Regions from separate parts of the Mus musculus genome. Here region 1 is linked to region 2. A link is a contact called in public HiChIP or PLAC-seq data. All regions are on one chromosome and are shown on one strand. Each heading gives the region's core, a stretch centred on a gene start, on an enhancer-like site or on the middle of the called end of the contact. The rest is flanking DNA. Distances are from core to core; before and after follow the strand shown.

What was found. HiChIP or PLAC-seq counts read pairs in DNA pulled down with a chosen protein or histone mark.
Region 1: a contact with region 2 is called in an H3K27ac HiChIP or PLAC-seq map of bone marrow-derived dendritic cells, with 15 times the contacts expected there. The contact joins two enhancer-like sites. A contact is called at or near these places in 1 of 39 promoter capture datasets (embryonic stem cells) and 1 of 115 datasets of contacts at active chromatin or transcription factors (bone marrow-derived dendritic cells).

Annotation. Positions count from the first base shown.
Region 1 is chr8:69,004,000-69,006,753 of GRCm38.p6, forward strand. No RefSeq gene overlaps it. Among named protein-coding and RNA genes, the nearest start is that of Gm33103, 2.9 kb to the left of the region's middle. Within about 2 kb of position 1,437, at least 37 of the 459 cell types and tissues checked have an H3K27ac peak or open chromatin away from gene starts, as enhancers often do. A contact at or near this core is called in bone marrow-derived dendritic cells, where this site is marked.
Region 2 is chr8:66,489,514-66,492,294 of GRCm38.p6, forward strand. No RefSeq gene overlaps it. Among named protein-coding and RNA genes, the nearest start is that of Tma16, 4.4 kb to the left of the region's middle. Within about 2 kb of position 1,303, at least 46 of the 459 cell types and tissues checked have an H3K27ac peak or open chromatin away from gene starts, as enhancers often do. A contact at or near this core is called in bone marrow-derived dendritic cells, where this site is marked.

The DNA of each region.
Region 1 (2,754 bases), core at 187-2,686, 2.5 Mb after region 2:
AGTAGATGCTTGTATGACTAGAATTGAATACCTGATTCTTTGAGTTTTAGAAACCAGACTTTTATAAGGTAATTCCAAATTATTTTCCACAGTAGCTGAAACATTTTGCCTCCTCACCAGCAACATGTAAGAGTTGTTATTAGTTTTTATCTTCCTCAATATTTTGCGATGTTTGAAGTATTAATTCTTTATATGTACCAGTGTGTGCTGGTGGTGACGTTGCACTTAGAATCAAGATCAGAGTCAGAAATTAATACATTCACTACTCACTTGCTTGCCTAAGCTCCACTCATTTTTTCCACTCATACATTTCAGGAACCTCCTGCCTAGGGAATGGTGATGCCCAGAGTTGGTTTAGTCTTCCCACATAAATTGCCCACAGGAATGTCTACAGACCAACTCAAAGTGAACAATGCCTTATTGAGTCTCTTTTCCTAGGTGATACAGTTGTGCCAGGTCCAGTGTTAAAGGTGATCATCACAGATGTACGTAAGACTGAGTTCCAGCTCATTCCTTCAACAATGGATAATAATCATTTAATTTTGTTCTCCATTTCTTCACCACTGATAGTTCATTATCTTTCCACATTGAAGCCAGTATACCACTCACCTGTGTGCCTGGTGCTTCTGGAGGTCAGAAGAGGACAACAGATCCACTAGAACTGTTGTGATTTATGTTGTGAGCCATCAGAAGCATGCTGGGACTAGAACCCAGGTCCTCTGGAAAAGCAGCCAGTGTTTTAACCATTGAGCCCTGTCTCCAACCTAGTACCATACTTGCTTAACTACTTTGCATAAATTTGTTAATAAATGTGTTATTTGCTAAGGCAGATTTTCTTGCCTTACTCTTCATATTTAAAAATATCTTCACTATTTTTGGCTGCACTTCCTTATTTTAACTTTCAAAGTTCTCTTTCAAGGCCTATAGACATTTTATTTGGGATTTAGGCAACAGTTATATCCAGTGTGCCATCTGCAAGATCACCCAGGGAGAATGAATATCAATATGATGGTAGTCTCTAGCTCTGAAAAAGGAAAATCTCTCCAGAATGTAGATCTCTGGCAATTTATTTTGTTACCTTTAACATACTCTGACCTGCATCTTTGTAAGTTGACTCAAAACGGTCTTCACTGTGTCAAATCCTTCCACTGAATCACTCACTTTATCCTCCCTCTTATATATCCTGATGGCTTATTCTAGATAGTTCTTATTCTTTAAAAAAAAATAGATTCACTTTTGAAAATGTGGAGTCACATGTTCCATGATGCATGTGTGGACATCAGAGGACAAGCCGTAATAACTTTACAACAAGAGTCGGACCAGGGGATTGAGCCTGAAAGGTCAAGATTGGCAGCAATTCCTTTAACCTACCTTGAGCCATCTTACCAGCCCTGAAAGTTCACTTTTGCCAGCTCATTCTGGCCACTGAATATTTGATGAGTCTCCCATCTGTGGTTGGACAGTGAGTGATATGTGGCACTCAGAAGCACTGTGTAGTTCCTGCTTCTAAGTAGCCTTTAATTCAGGGATGGAAAAGAGACATGTAAAAAAATTACTAACAATTCAAGACATTTAAGGCTTAAAATTATGCCTATTTATAAATGATGCATCAATGTAAGATTATCCTGTTTTAGTTCAGGGACTAGAAAATTATCTCTCTAATTTCCAATGTGCTTCCTCGGGCCCTGACAGCAATCAGTGTTGTTATAGCAACCAAGCAGGACTGGTATTTCCAGCCATGACCTTAATCATTATGAAAAAAGACTCTGCTCAATGTGGTCTATACAAGAGGCTTCAGCGATGTGTTTTTAATTTATTGGTTTGTAAAAGAACTGGGATGTATTTGTAGTTTAGTGTTTAAGGAAAGTAACCTTGGAAACAACTCCCTCATAGGCTCCAAGCATCTCCGATTTGATACACTTTGGGGACGGCTAGGTCTTCCCTGGGAGAGGATAGGAGCTTCTGCTACTCTAGGTAACGCTGGTCAAATTTAGGCCACAAGCTCAGCCCTGATGTGGGGGGCAAGGCCCAGCTTCCCTTACGCTGTTTTCACTGTTCCCTTTTTTATTTCAGACAAGGGGAAGCAGTATTCATGCACTTGCTCCCCCACCTACCTCTAATTCTCAGAAAGGCCTTGGAGCTGAAAGCATGAGCTCATAGCAGGAAAGGACAAGCACTGAGAAATGTCCCCTCTCCTTTTCCCTCTGTGCCTTTGTCCAAAAGCAAACAGACCTGGGTGGCTGGGAGGAATCCGTGTAAATAGCTGATTCTTGCTCATATCCATGTCCACTAACATCTATCACTCATGATGTAAAGAATAGGGGTTCATTACTTAGTTGTGTGGATATTCAACACTTACAAGATATTTTTCCTTTCTAGTTGCTAGAGTACATTATCATAAATTAGGCAACTAAAAAATGAAGGTATGTTAACTAAGGGAATCTCGGGGTCCAGAGATACCCTATGGTAAAGGGAAACTCATATTCAGCAAGTTTCAACTTTCCTGTCTATAACACAGGGATTAAAAAAATTCTATTTTTATCTTCCTCAAAAGCTTGTTCTTTTGAGTATGCAGTGAAATAACACAGAATTTCTATTTAAAAAAAATACTTATTTATTTTGTGAGCATGTGGTGGTGGAGCACATCTGTGTCTCAATGTGTGTGTGTGTGTCTGTGTGTGTGTCTGTGTGTGTGTCTGTGTGTGTGTGTGTGTGTCTGTGTGTGTGTGTAAGCCAGAGAATAATTTGAGAAAG
Region 2 (2,781 bases), core at 53-2,552:
TTGACAGATTATATTATCTATAGCTAAAAGATCTTAAACTATTAGACCTAGTAGACATTTTCAGTAAATTTGCAGGATACAAAACTGACATATAAAAAAGTCAAAGGTCTGCACATCTATCAATAATCAACTCACTGGGAAAAATTTAGGAAAATATTCTATTCATAATAGCTTCCAAAAATATAAAGTATGCCAGGCAGTGGTGGCACAGGCCTTTAATCCCAGCACTTGGGATGCAGAGGCAGGTGGATTTCTGAGTTCGAGGCCAGCGTGGCCTACAGAGTGAGTTCCAAGGCAGCCAAGGCTACACAGAGAAACCATGTCTCAAAAAAACAAACAAAAATAAATAAATAAATAAATAAATAAATAAATAAACAAATAAATATAGTACTTTGGAACATCCTTAACTAAGGAAGTGAAAGATCTATACATTGGCAAAGAGAGAGAGAGAGAGAGAGAAGAAAGAAAGAAAGAAAGAAAGAAAGAAAGAAAGAAAGAAAGAAAGAAAGAAAGAGAGAGAAAGGAAGGAAGGAAGGAAAGAAAGAAGGAAGGAAGGAAGGAAGGAAGAAAGAAAGAAAGAAAGAAAGAAAGAAAGAAAGAAAGAAAGAAAGAAAGAAAGAAAGAAAGGGGAAAAAATGAAAGAAAGAAAAAGAAAGAAACCAAAGAAGAGAGACATGGAAAGACTTTCCATACTTCTATGTTGACAGAAACATAGCACAGACCTTGTGGTATAGCAATACTTCTGGGAAAGAGCATGATACCTAATCCCAAATTACGTCATAATGCTGTTGTGATAAAGACACACAACAAAGACAGAAATGTCGATCAATGAAGCCTCTCAGAGAACCCAGGAATTGCCTTACACAGCTATGGCCATGTGAGTTTTGATTAGGTTGGGAGGATGGAGAAAAGACAGATTTCAACAATGGGAATGATTACAAAGTGCTTACACCTTCACAAAAACGCAATCAAGTCTGGATCTCTCACTTTGTAAAGTGATATGAAAATCAATTCAAAGGGAGCCAAAGACCTTAATTTAAAACCTGATATGCCAAAACCTCTGGAGGAAAACATAGGAAACACATTTCATGATACAGGTATAGGTAGGAAACTTCTGATCTGGACTTCAGTAGATCTTGAAGTAGATGTCAGTAGTGGTACCAAGAATTAGTAAATAGGACTCTATGAAGTTTAAGTTTCTGCACTATAACAAAAGCCAGCAGCAGACTGAACAGTCAGCTTACAGGATGTGAGAATAATCTGCCGGCTTTGCTTCAGACAGGGAAGCTAATTGTATCTTGACAGCTAGTGATGACTTGCATATTCGGCTGTGGTTAGGTCATGAGCACAGGCCAATGGAGAAGCCAGGTTGCTAACATCCCTTTCAGTTTATTATAAAGGATGAGGAACTAGAAAGTGTAACTATGGATTTTCCCACCCACGCTCCTGAATAATGATTTGGAGGCTATTTAATTATCGATAAATACCTAGGCCTACCTCTTCTCAGTTTCATACTTCTGCCTTTCCCTGAGTCCAGGTGGCAAAAGTTCCCAGGCCTGACTCTTTCCCAGAGTTCCTTTCTCTCTGTTGGTTGTCCCCCTTCTAATCCTGCCTCAGTTTATTGGTCATCAGACTTTTGTTTTGACGGATCCAAAGATGCCTTCAGCAGGGAAAAAGGACAGAGACAGATCTTCACACATGCATATAAACATAATCCTTACAGTAAGAAAGGGTAATGGTGAGGCAGGAAGAGGCCATGCTCTTCAGACTACTTCCTGCTGCCTGGGGGCATTGTCATCTTTGGGACCCTGTTGATCCTCACAATCTCCAGGCCACATTCAGGAGGCTTGAGCCTCAGGCTCTGTGACTAGTGGTTGGTAGTCTTGTAACAATAACAGATTAATCATTTGATTAGAGATTTTTTTTAAAATTTCATTGGAGAAATGCAAAGAAGAAATTTATAAAGCAGGGTGCAATATTAAACGCAGGAAAAAGAAACAGAGTCAGAAAGAGCTATATCCACTTCCTTATGGGCTTCTCAAAGGGTTGGAAGCATTGTTCCTTACGGTTTGTGAGATATGCTTAATGTTGTTGGATTCTGTTTTTTACTATACCCAATTGATTGACATAGAAGCAGCATTCCTTTTGGAGGGAGAGACTAAGACTGTTTCAGCTGTAAGAAGATCTAGTCCCTGTCGGTCTTGGAGTACCACGGCAGTCAGAGAGTCAATTTTTCCTTCAAAGGTGAGTGTGGTTTGGACCACCAGCTGGAGGTCCTGGATGAACTGGGGAGAAAACTGATGACTCAAGGTCAAGAAAGTGTCATTCCTGCCATCCCAGCAGTGACACCAAGAGGGGCAAGATTTGAACTGTGCTTTTATTATATTGGGCCGCTATTGCATCTACAGTCAGAATATGCTAAGAGCTCTTCTCCATGTATCACCCCCAACTTGAAAAAGGGAAATACTAGTGGCCTGCCCTCCCTCAGGGCAGTTGATATGTCATCAACTAGCTGCCAAAACATGACACAATTCCACTGTCCACATGAGTTGCATACCATCCCTATACACACACATGTCCCTTCTATCCCCTTATCGCAAGCCAGTTCTTATTCTCCTTTCCCCTCCACTCTTGCCCAGATGCAGCCTCCACATCACCCCCCCCCCCACCCTGCCTCGAGATCTGTCTCATGGTGTGACTTTGTGCCACCTGTCACTTAGATCGTAGCACTAACATCTAGAATTTATAAAGAACAGCAAAAATTAAACACAAAAGACCAGC